Regions from separate parts of the Mus musculus genome. Here regions 1 and 3 are each linked to region 2. A link is a contact called in public HiChIP or PLAC-seq data. All regions are on one chromosome and are shown on one strand. The core of a region is the stretch at or near the end of the contact, and the rest is flanking DNA. Distances in the headings are between cores, read along the strand shown. Region 1 overlaps Gm40039 (a long non-coding RNA gene). Region 2 holds the start of Rnf227 (ring finger protein 227). Region 3 has its middle 14 kb from the start of Gm40039.

Evidence for each region. HiChIP or PLAC-seq counts read pairs in DNA pulled down with a chosen protein or histone mark.
Region 1: a contact with region 2 is called in a CTCF HiChIP or PLAC-seq map of the NIH/3T3 cell line, with 18 read pairs. The contact joins the enhancer-like site here to the promoter of Rnf227 in region 2. A contact is called at or near these places in 15 of 39 promoter capture datasets (the C10 cell line, the HPC-7 cell line, the SN4741 cell line and 9 more), 5 of 15 datasets of contacts at CTCF or cohesin (CD8 T cells, the NIH/3T3 cell line, embryonic stem cells and 2 more), 20 of 484 Hi-C or Micro-C datasets (the AML12 cell line, the Ba/F3 cell line, the C2C12 cell line and 16 more), 15 of 115 datasets of contacts at active chromatin or transcription factors (CD8 T cells, the NIH/3T3 cell line, SST interneurons and 10 more) and 4 of 9 other capture datasets (adipose tissue, embryonic stem cells, liver and 1 more).
Region 3: a CTCF HiChIP or PLAC-seq map of CD8 T cells shows a contact between it and region 2, with 16 read pairs. The contact joins the enhancer-like site here to the promoter of Rnf227 in region 2. A contact is called at or near these places in 20 of 39 promoter capture datasets (the C10 cell line, the HPC-7 cell line, Sertoli cells and 13 more), 6 of 15 datasets of contacts at CTCF or cohesin (CD8 T cells, the G1E-ER4 cell line, the NIH/3T3 cell line and 3 more), 29 of 484 Hi-C or Micro-C datasets (the AML12 cell line, the Ba/F3 cell line, the C2C12 cell line and 23 more), 15 of 115 datasets of contacts at active chromatin or transcription factors (CD8 T cells, Th17 cells, bone marrow-derived macrophages and 10 more) and 4 of 9 other capture datasets (adipose tissue, embryonic stem cells, liver and 1 more).

Annotation. Positions count from the first base shown.
Region 1 is chr11:69,256,560-69,259,831 of GRCm38.p6, forward strand. It overlaps Gm40039 (a long non-coding RNA gene), which reads right to left. Exons shown (of 4, transcript XR_879967.2): 3 at 2,159-2,299. Among named protein-coding and RNA genes, the nearest start is that of Gm40039, 3.9 kb to the right of the region's middle. Within about 2 kb of position 1,957, at least 58 of the 459 cell types and tissues checked have an H3K27ac peak or open chromatin away from gene starts, as enhancers often do. A contact at or near this core is called in the Ba/F3 cell line, the C2C12 cell line, CD8 T cells and 13 more, where this site is marked.
Region 2 is chr11:69,339,464-69,342,669 of GRCm38.p6, forward strand. It overlaps Rnf227 (ring finger protein 227), which reads left to right and starts at 1,333. Exons shown (of 2, transcript NR_027827.2): 1 at 1,333-1,595; 2 at 1,696-3,178.
Region 3 is chr11:69,274,484-69,277,954 of GRCm38.p6, forward strand. No RefSeq gene overlaps it. Among named protein-coding and RNA genes, the nearest start is that of Gm40039, 14 kb to the left of the region's middle. Within about 2 kb of position 1,753, at least 42 of the 459 cell types and tissues checked have an H3K27ac peak or open chromatin away from gene starts, as enhancers often do. A contact at or near this core is called in the Ba/F3 cell line, the C2C12 cell line, CD8 T cells and 6 more, where this site is marked.

The DNA.
Region 1 (3,272 bases), core at 707-3,206, 82 kb before region 2:
GAAAACTGGGCCTAGTCTACAGTGGCTACTTCTCCCTACTATCCTATCCGACTGCTCTGTTTTCTAGCAGTTTGCCTGTTCTGGGTACCTTATGTAAAAGGAGCTGCTGTCCTCCGGCTTTCCCACCAGCGCATCTCTGCGTTGGTACACACACTGAATCCCATTTCTGTTTCCACTGCTGCTACACTTCGATGATACACATTTACTACTACAAGCTGTTTGCTACAATCCAAGTCTCCGCCCTTAATGGTATGGACAGGGGGGAATCGGGATGCTGAGACTGCTCTGCCTTACCCACGGTTTCCAGGACTGATGATGGTTCTGAAAGGCTTGGGAGAGAAGGTGTAGGCTGAGGCTCTAGAGATGGTGTGGATTCCCTGACCGTGTCCACAGATCATCTTTAGCTTCCTGCACTGGCAGGCTGTCTTCTTCCCTCAGTACAGCCCGGACTGTATGATAGCGCAGGAGTCCATTCTCTTGCAGATCCGCCACCAAGGGCATCCCCAGAGGTAAGGCTCTGATGCCTCAGGCTTGAGCAGTCTGTAGAGACCATGTGTACCCAGGGTTCCTTTGCCCATGGTTCTGTGGAGACCATAATAAGGCAATACTGCTCTCTCTGGGGCTCAGTTTCCCTCGTGGGAGCTGACATCAGAGTGGTGGTGGTGGCAGGAGGGCAGCAGAGGCAGCCACTGGGTTGGAGTGACAGCTGGGATTTGCAGAGGGCTGCACCTGCCTCTTTAGGCTTTTCAGCAAGCTTCCTTCTCTGGCTGACCACAGGGCCAGACCATAGATAACAGATCTTCCTCCTAGGGTCCTACAGCTCAGAAACTCTGCCACCCGGGACCCTTAGGCCCATCTGCCTCCCAGGAGCCTCCCTTGAGCCTAGGACAACTTGACTCTCAACAGGAAAACAGCCCTTTCCTTCTTTTTTTCTCCTGACGTATCTTCTCCAGTTTTGAATTTGCTGGAAACGATCAGCTTTGTTGCAGTTTCATTGCTGTCTGTCTCTGTTTGCTCATTTGCGTGTGATAGGTTTCAGAGACGAGAGGCAAGTGAGAGGTACGAAACCTGGCATCAGTGAAGTTACTGAGCTGTAATTTTCCAAGGCCTTACATTTTCAGTGTCGTTTCTATTCCATCATCTTTTTATCTTTTTGGATAGTTATGACAGTTGATTCCTGACGTTCTAGTCCATTCTCAATTAACTGCACAATCCCGACATGTTTTCTTTGGAATTGTACTTTCAAACCACAAAGTATTGTGGGAATGCGATGTGATCAGGACTATAAATAGCAGCAACTGCATGCTTTTGAATCAAGAAAGATGTTTTAAATTGATCTAGATGTACTGTATGCAGACTACCAGGCCTTAGGGTGGAGTCCTGGTATCTAGACTCTGAAAAAAAACAATATTGTCCACCAGGGGGAGCTGTAGACCATGTTTAAGTTATTTATTTATTTATATTTTTCTTTTGTTTTGTTTTGGGTTGGGTTAGTTTTTGTTTTGTTTTAGAGACTGTTGCTTTATGTCTTTCTTGAGCCACTTTCGAACATGATTCTCTGGACAGTGGGTTTAGAGAAGGCAGAAGAGCGTCCTGGGTAGGGCAGGGAACCTGACTGTAGGCCGGTCTGGTTCCAGGTAGACAACTCTGGGGTTATCGGGTTTGACTCTTCCCCTGTAACCGGCTTTGTTGACCACGAGGCTTACCTTTATTTACTTTTTAAAATTCATTTTTTGACAAGTTCACACATGTATATAATACATTCCGGACACACGCATTCTCTTTCTTAGCTTCCTCCTACCCCAGTCTTCCCCACAAGCCCCCCTTCCATCACTGTGTGTTTAGTTTTGTTCTGTGGCCCAGTATGTTTAACCAGGGCCACCTGCATAAGTACACACACCTCACTAGTGGGTGGCTTCATCACCCAAGCAAGATAAGGACTCCCTTCCCCGCAGCAACATTGGCTGCCCATAGGGGGAGCCCTTCCCCACCCGTGAGTGAATGCTGGCAGTTCCAGTCTTGTGTAGTCCAAGTGCAATGGCTATGGGTTCCTGAGTGCAGTGGCCATCTCACGCCCAGAACAGCACTTCCCAGCTTCCCTCCCCATCCTCTGGCTCATACCTTCTTTCCACTTTCCTCTTCTGTGATGTTCCCTCACCTTGGCAGGATGATCTGGATATCCTGTTGATAACTGAGCACTCAACAGTCACTCTCAGCATTTTGACCAGCCATGAATCTGCAGTAAGCATCATTCACTGAGAAGAGAGCCTTCTTTGACACAACTAGGAGCAACACTGGCCTATGAGTATAAACACAAATATTTAGGAGGTGGTTTGACAAGACTTAGCAAGACAGAAGTAGTGTATTCACCCTGAGGGCCTAGGGCCTCTCCAGCTACGGACTTTGAACCGGGTCCAAAGTATCAAGTATGAATGCCATCTTGTGTGGCAGACCTCAGATCCTCTCGGGACACAGGTGGTTACCCCCATGACAATCATGTCACTATTGCATTAGTGGACACATCTTGCCTAGCAGGTTGGTATGGAGGCACACAAAGGAGAGTCTCCTTTCATGGTGGCAGATGTGGCTGCGAGGCTCCAGCCTCTCATCCTCCCAGACTTAAGTTAAAATAGCCCTACTTGCCTGGAGACTTCAACGAACGTCTAAAGTTCAGCTTTCAATGCAGGACGCTCCCCTAGAAATCTCTGTAACCTTACCTCAACATCCACAAGGGAGTTGTATGCATGAGCCACCACAATAGAAACTGGTCTATCTTGGTCAAGGATTCACCCTGAAACCTAACTCTGTCACCAGGCAATGTGATGGGTTAGCCCGAGTTACATAGGGCTAACGGTGGAGCCAATGTGACCCAGGTGACAAGAACTGAGAAAGCCACATAAACCCTGCTCTGCTACCAGGATGGCTGAGTGGGAGGGCACTGCACAGCCCTCAGAGAGCAGGCTGGAAGGAGAGGATGGGCAAGACCCAAGACACACAGAGGGATTCGTGAGACCAACACAGGTCTCAGGATCAGCTTCACACCCAAAGAGACTCCTTCCTTGAAGTGTGACGAATGGGCAGTCTACAGTGATGACTTCGGCGTTGTGGCACTGGGAGGTGACACAGTCAGGGTTTGGCTTGTGGCTAAGGGGATGCTGGCAGGTCTGCTGAAAATGGAGGAGAAAACTAGACAAGCAAAAAGCCAAAGGATGGCCGGGGTGTGTGGGGATGCCGCTGTCACTAGAATAAAAAGCTCAAACACTGGTGGGGTA
Region 2 (3,206 bases), core at 83-2,582:
TTACAAACACAAGCTCTTTCCATCCTTACTATTATTACCCACACTTTGTAGATGAAGAAATCAAGGCCCAGAGAAATGAAGTAACTTGTCTGTGGGTGTCACAACTAGGATTTGTTCTTGAGCCAGCTGTGTCAAGACTGTGTTATTATCCTCCGCAACAGAGCCTGGGTTCGAGAGGCTGAGGAGGCAGCTTGGGTGTGGGTGCCACACCGTGAGGGAATGTGGGCTGTGAGTACCACGTCCTGTTTACCTGTGGGAGAAGTCAGACCCCTGAGTCAGAAGTCACGCAGAGCTGCTTCGTTTCCACCATCATGCTGTGTGGGTGTCCAAGTCTGGATACTCCGGAAGGAAAAGATTCCCAGCATTCCTAAGGCCATGCTCCTGGAATCTAGGTCCCTCCTTGTGCTGAGGTGTTAGCTGGACTCAAACTCTCAGAGGGGGTAGGGGGAGGAATTTGAGGGAGCCAGCCTTCCAAAGAACCCAAGAGGCCATGTATAAAAAGGAGAGGCGAGGGCAGAGTGAATTATGGCTGGGCACAATCCAAACATCCAGAAGACCAATTAAAACTGGGCAGAACCAACAGTAAACCTGGCATATGTTGCCTGTTTGTGAGGGGAAGGGCAGGAGGGGATTGTGAAAGAGTATGAACATGTGACAAATAGGCCAACAGGGCCATATAGACTTGTGCTAGTGACTGTGTGCAAGAGGAGACCTGGACACCTGCATCAGGTAGGTTTAAGTGACAGCGCTAGTGTTTTGCTGGGGGTGAGGAGTCCGCCATGGAGGCTGTGGGTGGAGCGTGCCCCCCTCTTCCCTCGGGTAATTCTGGCATTGTCCTGGGCATTCAGCCCGCTGCATCCCCACTCGCAAGTCCAGCCTCGCGCCTCTGCCGCCCCAACGCGTGCCTCGGAAGGGAGCGGCCCATCTGCGCGTGACGCCTCGAGGGCGGGGCCTCACTATTAAAAGGGGACAGAGGCGGCGGCGCGGGCCCCAGGCCCCTGCCCTGGCCCAAGGAGGGCTCATTCGTTCTGTATCCTAGCCGCCTAGAGATCGAAGCCCTCGGGCCACGGTGACCACGATGCAGCTCTTGATGAGAGTGCCCTCTCTTCCCGAGCTGGGTGAGCTGGACTGCAACATCTGTTTCCGACCCTACAACCTCGGGGCCCGTGCGCCCCGCCGCCTGCCTGGCACGGCGCGCGCCCGCTGCGGCCACACGCTGTGCACAGCTTGCCTGCGCGAGCTGGCAGCGCGGGGCGACGGCAGCCGCACGGCCGCGCGCGTGGTGCGCCTGCGCCGCGCTGTCACGTGCCCGTTCTGCCGCGCGCCTTCCCCGCTCCCGCGCGGCGGCGTCACGGAGATCGCGCTAGACCCTGTCTTGTGGTCACGGCTGGAGGAAAAAGCCCGGGCTGAGCGTGAAGGAGACCCGATGGGGAGCCCGGCCAAAGACAGCGGAGAGGATGGAGAGGACGACGACGGGGAAGCGGAGAGCGAGAAGGGGGCGGGACCTCCAAGTGCGGGTTGGCGCGCGCTTCGCCGAATTTTGGACAGGGTCCTGGCGCCGGCACGCCGCTTGCGGCGTCCGTTGCCTAGCAATGGTGAGGGGCGGCCTAGGGAGGATACTGGGTACATTGCACCGAAGAATGCTGGGTCAAGTTGCATCCTCCTGTTGCCACTAACCCTTCTTCTTTCCTCCAGTGCTCTACTGTCCAGAGGTCAAGGACATTGCCCACATGACCCGTTGTACGCTGTAACCAAGGAACCCCAGAGCTATGGCAGAAAGCAGGTGGGAGCAGCATCCTCAGGCGTGCTCTGACACAAAAGGTTGATGTCAAGACTACCTGGAAATCAAGGCTGATGCTGGAATTGGTACATGCGTGATGGAGATGGAGCTCAACAGAAAGGACCCTAGATGGTGTGGATTCTGAGCGGCGAAGGCTCCTAGACTGTGCCAGCATTATATTTTCAGGATGGAGTGGCCAAGGGATAATAGAAACAAAGCCTACCATAATGTAGGAAGAAAAAAAAAATAACAAAGCTTTGGCGTTTGTTCAGAGTCTGTGGTGTAAGCAAAGGATCCAATTTTAGCAGTGGTCTGTGGTTGACAATGTGTACTGTGGAAAAAAGGACAGGACAGGGGATAAGCTAATTTATATGTCATGTCAATCTCACTTATCTGGTTGTGTTTGCTGGCATGCCATCTTCCCACTCTTGTTACCGTGCTCCAGCAATTACTGAGTTGACTCCCTGCTTATGATTGGGAATCTTGCATATACAACCTCCCTTCAGCTGGATAGGGCAGGTATGAAAACATCCAAGGGGCATTTATTTACATGAGGCCTTATTAAAGGCTTATCAAAGATGGGTGAGCCATTTGATAAAGGAAGCAAAATTTAGGCCTTTGTTATCTTTACTGACTCTGTAGCAATACTGGGGAAAAGAAAAAAAAAGATGCTCACATAATTTTAATTTGTGTCCCATAATGGGACATTGTTTACTGTATGTAGTTAGTTCTATTCTAAAGTCCTGTAAATATCTTACTGTAGACTTAAAATCAAGACCAGCAGTGTTGGTTGGTCTCACAGCTTGCTAGAAATGCAGAATTTCAGGACCCCAGTCCACATTCCCCGGTAGTTTTAGAATCCCAGGTATGTGTATGTAAGTTAAGAATCACTGGTTTAGCTCTTAGTCACTCTGAGATGGCATCATCAGCTGTAGGTGGAACATTTAAAACACTAGTGACGCATTAAAGTGCCAAAGTGACATTCTTTTGAGAAAAATTTTTCTGAGCTACAAATGTGAATTTACAAGGCCTCAGTTTTCAGAGGTCTTCAAGATTTTGTTTTTAATGACAAATAATGTATGTAGTTCTAGGGTATAAACCTCCATTTGTAAAATGTTTTGTCTTTTTCCTGTCCTTCGGTTCCAGCTGAAATCTCCCCTTTTGGAGGCCAGCATGCATCTGTGGGAATGTGTATGTTTTCTCTATACGTGTTGCCAAAGGGAATGCTATGTTTATTTTCTGCTATTTTATGTTTTGAGTATTTCTAGAGTATAAATTTCAAGTGACTATCTCCAGAGCCGATAGCAGTGTTAATGTTATATGTATTCAAAAAAAAATGTTTGCTGAATTTATTTTGAATGTAATAGTCTCTAGAATAAAGTATCTGGGCTCATTCAATCTGTGAAAGACTGTTATTGAATAACGT
Region 3 (3,471 bases), core at 503-3,002, 65 kb before region 2:
CCTCCAGGAAATCATATTGAAGAAATAATCCTAGCCAAAATAATTCTGTCCAGAGATGGTTAATATGGCAATAAAGCATTCTTGTAAAATACTAAAAGAAAATCTTACCGCACAAACCCAACATCAGCTGATCACGTGATAAACTCATGCAATACATCTCCTATCTATTGCAAGCCTAGGATGTAGGCTAAGGATATAAGCCGGTGGTAGTACACTTGCCTGGCACGTGTACTGAGCCCAGTACCTCTAAAACAATATTTAATATACAGGGTAAATTAAGGTCTAAGTTACAACCATATGCACATGTGTCAGTCTGATTGTGTAGAAAATTAAAAATGTATGAGACTAACTAAGAAGAATAAAAATGGAAAAGGAGACGGAAGGAATACTGTTGTGTTGTTGGCCCCCAAAACACAAAGCATTCACGCAAAGGTTTTGCACTCCTGTCCTTCCCAGGCGTTAGAAGCGAGAGCTAGTGCTAGTCTCTGAAACCCTGGGCTTCTTTATGATGACGATGCTTCTTTCTTGGGCTCAGGCCAACAAACTTATGAATGAGGAGGTTAATAGAAATTGCCTGACCTCTGTGGGTTAGAATTAGAATCTCGACAATGGAACGGGATCCTTAAACATCAAGAAGACTCAAACTAACCCGGCAGTGGTGGCGCATGCCTTTAATCCGATCACTTGGGAGGCAGAGGCAGGTGGATTTCTGAGTTCGAGGCCAACCTGGTACACAGAGTGAGTTATAGGACAGAGAAACCAAAAAACCAAAAAAAAAGACTCGAAAAAGGTCTTCAAGGAAATGATTTTCTTCAAAATCTTGCATGATTTTCGGAGAGCCTGTGAACGAAGCTGACAAAGGACAGATTATGGAGAGAAAAGACCAAGATGTTGACTTACATATGCGGGATTTCACTCGGAAAGTGGCTCAGCTCACTCAGTGCTGGTGGGGCCTCCGAGACCTGACTTAAAGGGACAGAGGAAAGGCTCAGTGAGTCCGAGCCGTGGCTGCTGAAGCAGAGGACCTGGGTTTGGTTCCCAGCACCCACAAGGCAGCTCACAACTTCTGTAACTCCAGTTCCAGGGGATCTGTCACCCTCTTATGACCTCCTTGGGTGCTGCATTGGTGTGCACATAGATACATTCAGGAAAAGCGCAGGTTACATTAAATGCAAACAAATCTTTATAAACCTACTTTAACAGGTGGTATCTAGAGGAAGAAAAATAAATAAATTTCTTTGTTGATAATGGTTAGACTCTTGTGGAGAACAGACAGGATATACGTTTGTGGTGGGTTGGTTTACGAAGAGCTCAGTGGTTTGGAGGGGGTTGCTGGTAGTTCACCCGCTCCTGGCGTGGATGTGCAGCCGTGAAGAGGGGTTTGTGGTTGTTTAAATAGCCAGAAGTTCCTGCTGTTAGACAGAGCAGCTGGGGTGGACTGAGCCTCTCTGTGAGGGCTGTTTCTCAAATATCTTCAGCTCAGAATAATCCCATGGCAGTATGTGGTAATTCGTAGTGGCCTTTTGTTCATATAGACAATATTCTGAAATATTATCAACCTACATCCTCCCCCCACCCCACCACCCCGCCGCCAGTTTCCTATTAGATCTCACTTCACTTATGCTGGTTTGGGGGTTGTTTAATTTTTTTAAAAGACAGCATCTCATGTAACCCAGGCTGCCTCCAAGTCACTCTGTAGCTGAGGGTGACCTTGGACTTCTGATCCTCCTGCCTTCACTTCCCAAGGGCTGGGCTTGCAGGCATGAGTCACACTTCTCTCCGGGGAGAAGGGGACAGATCTGCCTGCCCAGAAAAGAACCGAGTGAGATGGTTCAACAGCTTTTAAGCTTCTAAAATCTAGGTCCTGTGGGGAATAGTCTGGCCAATAAGATGTGACAATATGACTCTTCAGTCCCCAGACAGAAGACAAGAGCTGATGAAGAGAGGAGACTGTGCCATGGGCTGAGTACACTTCCAGTCAACACTCAAGGTCAGGGACAGAGTCAGAAATGCCAGATAGGTTTTCAGATGGTTAAGGGGAAGTTCAAGATGGAAAAAGATCCCAGCCCAGGAACAGCTGGGACTCTGAGGCAGACCCCACAGGGGTGCTGCAGTCCAGCTTGCAACAGAGTCCCAAAGGTCTAGGTAACCCTACAGCATCACCTCCAACGGTCTGGAATCCCAGAGGACATGGCGGTCCCCAGGGTCATCGCTGGCTCTGAGAGCCCTATGGGAGGAGGAATTCAGGGTTCTAGCAAGGATATGCTCAGGTGCCTGGAACTTGATGCAGTGGGAGAAGACTGTGAAAGTGAGTAAGGACACAAATCTACAGGTTTGCACAACTATGGGTTTAGAAAGTTCTATTGTGCAGAATAAGAGAGCTAGGTCAGAAGGCCCAGGCAGCCCAGCAACCCAAAGAGGCCTCTAAAGAAACATCTGACAGAATCTGGTGACTGTTATGGGCCCCCACAGGTCTATGTTTAGGGTGCTGGGATCCAGCCTGTAGTGGAATTTGGAAAGCTGTGGAGATTTTAGGAGGTGGCTCCTGGCTGCTGAAGACTCACTAGCCGCGGCTGTATCCTCTCTCCTGTTCTGGCTTGTGTTCTCTGTTTACAGGTGTGGAGTCAGAGAAGCTCCTGGACACCTGAGGGAGCTGCCCCCCACCTCTGATCCTGCCCCATCACAATGCCCAGACGTTCTGAAACCACAAGTCCAAATAATGCCATTTTCCCCTTTCGATGATTTCCCTTGAGTATTTTGTTTATAGCAGCGTGAAGGTAACAATTGTAGGTAGGAATGAACAGGTGGGGGGACTGAAAGTGTGCTAGGGACCTAGGCTTCTTGGCTCTTAGGAGAGCCAAGGAAACGGAAAACAGAAGCAGCCACGGGACTGAGCACCGTCCTTGAATAGACAGAAACTTGACCGCATTGCTCCTGAAATCCACTCCTCAGTAACTCTCCCCCAAGAGACCTTGAAGGAAAGGTGGGGAGGCCACCGTGTGGTCAGCCTCTGCCAAAATGTTTCCATGAGACCTCACAGCACCTGCCAAGTGGCTCTCTCCCTCCTCCCTTCATCTCTACCCTGTCCCTCTTTAGAATCCCATCTTATGATTTTAAAAGGACCAATAAAAGTATAAGTTGTCCTACACAGAAGACAAACAAAAATCATTTTAAAACCTCTGCTCCATCATACTTGAGGGGTTTTAATTTATTTATTTATTTATTTGTTTATTTATTTATTTATTATTTTCAGGGCAGGTTTCTCTGTGTACCCTTCAATGTTTATCCTGGTACTTGCTCTGTAGACCAGGTTGGCCTTGAACTCAGAGATGCACCTGCCCCTGCCTCCCTCTGAATGCTGGGATTAAAAGCATCTGCCACAATGCCTTTTTTTTTTTCTTGAGCAATAGTTCATGCCTCTCACGCCCATTTAAGTTGTATTCCTAAAGGAGCCTTGGTGTCCATCTCTTC